2 separate regions of the Hordeum vulgare genome follow, and region 1 is linked to region 2. A link is a contact called in public Hi-C data. All regions are on one chromosome and are shown on one strand. The core of a region is the stretch at or near the end of the contact, and the rest is flanking DNA. Distances in the headings are between cores, read along the strand shown.

Region 1 (2,762 bases), core at 61-2,560, 400 kb after region 2:
GTGTACTCATCTCAGTCAGTATGTAGTCCATTTTAAAATATCAATAAGATCTTGTATGGATGGACCGAGGGAGTATTTGATAGAAATTGAACCATGCTTCGAGAATCCGATCAAAGTTATGTTGGCTGAAATCTGGCCCCGACAACTCCGTCAGGCCGTCAGTCCAACAGACGGTTCTCTGCCATCGTGCTTCCATTTCTGTGAATCTGTGATAAAAGACCACAATCAGACACTCTTTAAGGTCCATACTTGATGTAAACCACAACCCAAATATAATGACGACTGTCATACACACTCCAGCTCCATATTGGTCAAGACATTGTCATATGCAGCCTGACGACGATCCACCACCACCCGCCAACCGGTGGACATTATCACCCACCTTGTTTCCCTGAAAACGACTGACATCGAACTCAGGCTCCTCCGATCCAATAGGCTTCCCATTCTCCCAGGAAATGCCGTGTCATGAAAACGCCTTGCACTCATTTGGTCGTCCCAATCGCGTTGGGTACACGTAATTGTGCGTATGTGGGCACAAGGGAAAAGCAGAATATGCATATAAACAATTCCTAATCTCATCTCTGCAGGGAATCGGGATGCAGTAGCCGGCGAGCAAGGCAATTGTGGACGTCAGAGGTATCAACACGTCGCATTCGATAGGTACTTTGAGGAGGAAAATTAGGAAACTGGATAGAATAGAATCAATCAGGTTACTGTTCATATCTGTGACGCCACAAACTGAACAATTTTCTGTAGAAATAAACACGTATATTTCGTTGGACAAACGGATTACAAATTATACAATTCCATTAGACAAATGGATTACCAAGAGTACACACGGTGACCACAATGAACATCATACATATACATATGTCCTACTCCCTTCGTCCCAAAATATAAAACATTTCTTGACACTATATTTCAGGACGAAGAGAGTACAATATTATACCAAAGATTGCAAGAAACAAAACTAGAAGAATATCATTTTGGAAGAATCTTGTGCCGCGTCATTCAGGCAGCCCATTGCAAGATACCAAACACAATAATAATAGTGATACCAACGCGGTCCTCGAAGCCCTTCTCTTCCTCCTCACCCCTCCGTAGTGTGGGCAGCGGCAGGGTGCTTTCTCCCTCCCGCGCGGCGAGAACGAAGTGGGGCGATCTGACCGGGCTGGGGTGCGACGCTATGCAAGGCGCAGCGGCGCCCCGGCGAGACAGTTAGCTATGGCGATGGTGCGAGGACGGCTGCATGAGGGTGGCGGCTGCGCGACTCATCTCGTGTCTGGTGTCGGGTCGTGTGGCGTGTCGGGTGTTGGCTACTGTGGAGAACTAGCACAAATCCGTTGTCTAATGGCACCTGACGGCGCGGGCTGCATACGACACAGACCGCTGGCTGGTGTTGTCCTTGGGACGGTGGTGGCCGGTGGTGAGGTGGTCGGGGTTGTGCTAGGGCCGTGGTGACGGCACAATGACGGTCCTCGAAGGTCCAGCGGTTGCGCGCGTCTCCTCGTGGAGGCACCGCGCGGTTCTAGTCACTTACTCGGTCGGGATGGTGCGTATGCCGGTGAAAATCACGTTGACCTTGGTCTTGACGGACGATGACCGTGTCTTTGATGTCACTTCCTTGTTGAGGCATCGTCATTGCAAGTAAGGTCATCTCCCTCAGGCTGCTCCGGGGGATACCCTAGATCTGGGTCTTTCTGGATTGAACGATAACGACATCTTCGATGTCCAGCTACATCCTGGGGGCATCGTTCTGGAGTAGGTGTTGACTGGAAGGGTCCAAAGGCGGAGCGGGGTTTCATCCTCCGCATCGATGACGGCGGATCTCGGCGACGTGGTGCAGTGGAGTCTCGGCATCTGATGTGGGTTGATGGAATCGCAGGAGGACGGTGTTGTCTGGCATCGTGGCGACGTCGACAGTAGGCATAACAAGGTGGTCATCTCTTCCGTCAGAGGTGGTCGGCGTGCGGCTGGGTGATCGGATCTCGAGATTCGTCATCTAGTCCCTGATACGTCTCCCTCGTATCTACTTTTCCGAACTCTTTTGCCCTTGTTTTGGACTCTAATTTGCATGATTTGAATGGAACTACCCCGGACTAACGTTGTTTTCAGCAGAATTGCCATGGTGTTGTTTTTGTGTAGAAATAAAAGTTCTCGGAATGTCCTGAAAATTTACGGAGATTTTTTGTGGAATAAAAGAAAAATACCTGCGCAAAGATCCATCGGGGGGGCGTGCCAGTGGGCCACAAGCCCACAGGCCGCGGCCACCCCCCTAGGTCGCGTCGTGAGGGCTTGTGGGGCCCACGTGGCACCACTGCCCCCAAACTCAGCTCTATTTATTCCGTCTCGCCCGAAAAAAAATCAGAGAGAAGGTTTCATCACGTTTTACGATACGGAGGCGCCGCCACCTCCTGTTCTTCATCTGGAGGGCAGATCTGGAGTCCGTTTTGGGCTCCGGAGAGGGGAAATCGTCGCCATCGTCATCATTGACGAGGAGGTTATCCATGATCACATCAGAGGAGTTGGCTGCTTTAGCTGCATTCACCATGTTGACTCGAGCTGATCTGGGGTTGAATTTGACAAGAGCGTTGCTTGGAGGTTTGCCTGGAGGAGGGGGCGGCAGACGGAGCTGAGAAGTACATTTGTTGGCATAGTGACCCTTCTGCCCACATTTGTGACAAGTGACATCTGTTGGCTGCCGGAACTGAGTCTGAGGAGGCCCTTGCTTCTGATGCTGGTATCTCTGTTGGAAGCCAGGG
Region 2 (2,776 bases), core at 22-2,521:
TTTTCGTCAGCATACGTGACAGTTTCTATGCCAACATAGCAATTGACGTATTTTCTTTCTTATTGATTTTTCCTTACACTTCCACCTACCATTACACGTAGGGTAGATAAACAAAATCGAAAATATCCCAGGGGCCAGGGCCCCAACCGGGAGGCAGGAATTTTATGCTGAAAGGGTCAATTGTCACAACATCCGAAATATCCGAGCAAAAATAATCGTGTATTCGAAACGCGCGCGGCCAGAAACTAGTTTTTGTGGCGAGCAATATGTTTCCTCGACGGATAAATCTCCGTCGCAATCACGAGCCGCAGAACTAGGCCAGTGAGATACAAGCGATAAACAGAGGAAACTGGGTTGGTGGCTAGGTCCATCACCTAATGGAATGGACTGCCAAGGTTACATTATTGCATGCTTTAGTCTTCGGAAAGCAACACGCCCTTGTACTAAGGACAGGAAATTGTCGGATTATAGTAGATATCACAGGATGTGTCCCATATGAAAATTACCGAAAGCCATGGTGCTTATTAGCTACTCCTCTGTCTCATAATATATACTGCCGTGTGAGGTTGTGTGATGATAAGATGATATGATTGTGACTACTGACTAGTGGAGCCCACCTTATCATCTAGCCATTCAGGCGGGCACTAAAAGTCACCCACAACATGCGAGAGGCATGGCAGGTGTATGTATGCCGGTAACGTTTTGGACACTGTACCGTAGCACCTGGACCATGGCTACCAGCTAACCTCACCATCACGAAGCTTCATCACTAACTAAAGAACAAAAGCAGAGCGCTTCTAAGGCAGAGCGGAACAAACGATCTACGTATACAATCAACCGTCCGTTTCGTTCCCTTCCATAAAAGATCTATGCATGCACGGAGATCAATCGGTCTCGAATCCATGGATCCTGCAGGTGTTCAAGGAAGAGAAGAGTCGATTAAGCCACAAAGACGCAGCAGGTATTATACCTTGGGAGGAGGAGGGACTCTTTGACGTGGGAGTAGGCGAGGTTGCCCAGCGATCCCAGCTCCACGGACACGGCCGGGTCGGCGCCGGCGAGGAAGCGTTTCACCAGCTCCGACGCCCGCGTCTTGGGCGACGGCGTCCGGCTGCCGGCCGCCACCAGCTCCGCCGGCACCTCCACCACCTCGCCGCTGAACACCGCCAACATCCTGGCTCAAACAAACAAACTACACCTAAGCTAGGTAGAAATTGCAGGCAGCTTGTGGCCTTCCACACTCCTTGGATGATACTAGTTGGACGGGTGAAATGGAGGAGGGGGAGAGGCGCTGGTTATATAGGCCCGGGAGAGTGGCAGAACCCAGGCGCAGGGCCCCTGGTTTGCTTAACCACCTGGGGCCCACACAGCGCAAGTATCTTTCCTTGGGTTTAATTTAGTTTACGGCAAACCTCGGTCGGACTTCCTTTCTTTGGGTTAAGCCTATAATACGGATGCATCCGGTGCACGCACATGGACGTGTCATCATGCGTTGGTCGATGCCCTCGTTCTGCCGGCACGTACTGCTGGATTGTGCCTGTGCTAATCGTGCCTTACCGTCTCACCTGCATGAGTTCGCGTATGAGGGTGCACATATTGGACACGAAGGCGCAAGGCAGATTTCCCTCAAGCAAAGTTGGAACTTTTTATTTGTTGCGGGTAGCAAAGTTGGAACTTTGATGCTGCCGTGGAGTGGAGAAATAGAAACGATGGGCTGCAAGTTTGTATATCATTTTTCTTTGGAGCAAAGGTGGGACGACGGTGGCTCTCGTGTGGACAACCCTGGGGCAGTCCAGGAAGAAGAAGAAAACGCGAGGGACCTCGTCCTGGCGAGCATTATCGGCGGGTTCGGCCAAAGCACTGAGAAGATTGTGGAATCCAGAGGGTGTGTGTCAGCGTGTGCGGTGCGGGGGAGGGCCGAGGGGCGTGACGAATGAAGCCGTGCGCAGGTGGGATGGCGACGGGTGATGGAGTGCTGCCTCCGTTGCTTCCGTCGCGTCGCGTGGCCGTGAGGTATCGTGAGCGTGACGCGCGTGGTTTTCGTTGGCATGCTGAAACGGGGCGCCAGGAATTAAGGGTGTGTTTGGTTTTCAGAACCAAGTGAAACGGTAAGGGTCGGTTCCGTTTCGAATTTCCATTCACGTGTTTGGATTGTTAGAGGAACCGAAACCATTTGATTTCATGAAACGACATATTCCCTGGATATGACGTTTCGTGCGGTCTCTCGAAATCGAGCGGACCACACGAAACCGACCGGCTCTTTCCTTTCCCCTTCTCTCCACGCCGCACCGCCTGCACGTGTGCCCCGTCGCTGCTCGCATGCGTCCTACGCCGTTGCTTGCCTGCGTGTGTCCTCCGCCGCTGCTCGCTTGTGTCGTCCGCCGCTGCTAGCCTAGCGTGTCCACCGTCGCTGCTCGCATGCGTCCTACGCCGTTGCTTGCCTACGTGTGTCCTTCGCCGCTGCTCGCTTGTGTCGTCCGCCACTGCTAGCCTAGCGTGTCCACCGCTGCTGCTCGCTTGCGTGTGCTCTGCCACTGCTCGCCTGCGTCCTTCGTCGTTGCTCGCCCGTGGGTGCTCCGCCACTGCTCGTCTGCGTGCGCCGCCGTCACTGCTCGTATGTGTTCACCGCCGCCGCTGCCGCCTGGTCTGTGTGCGTTGTCGCCGCCTCGTCTGCATCTCCTCCTCCCGTTCCCTCCTTCTCTTTCTCATCGTGTTGGGGAAGGAGGAGGCGCCACGCGATCAGAGGGGTGGTGGGGGGGGGGGGGGGGGGGAGGAG

The links. A called contact is a pair of places that touch in the nucleus more often than the background predicts.
Region 1: a contact with region 2 is called in a Hi-C map of seedling, with 7 times the contacts expected there. The contact joins the enhancer-like site here to the promoter of LOC123453194 in region 2. A contact is called at or near these places in 2 of 6 Hi-C or Micro-C datasets (leaf and seedling) and 1 of 1 datasets of contacts at active chromatin or transcription factors (embryo).

The regions. Positions count from the first base shown.
Region 1 is chr5H:278,776,636-278,779,397 of MorexV3_pseudomolecules_assembly, forward strand. No RefSeq gene overlaps it. Among protein-coding and RNA genes, the nearest start is that of LOC123397557, 220 kb to the right of the region's middle. Within about 2 kb of position 1,311, at least 3 of the 3 cell types and tissues checked have open chromatin away from gene starts, as enhancers often do. A contact at or near this core is called in leaf and seedling, where this site is marked.
Region 2 is chr5H:278,379,891-278,382,666 of MorexV3_pseudomolecules_assembly, forward strand. It overlaps LOC123453194 (stem-specific protein TSJT1), which reads right to left and starts at 1,272. Exons shown (of 4, transcript XM_045129971.1): 1 at 971-1,272. The coding sequence starts at 1,173.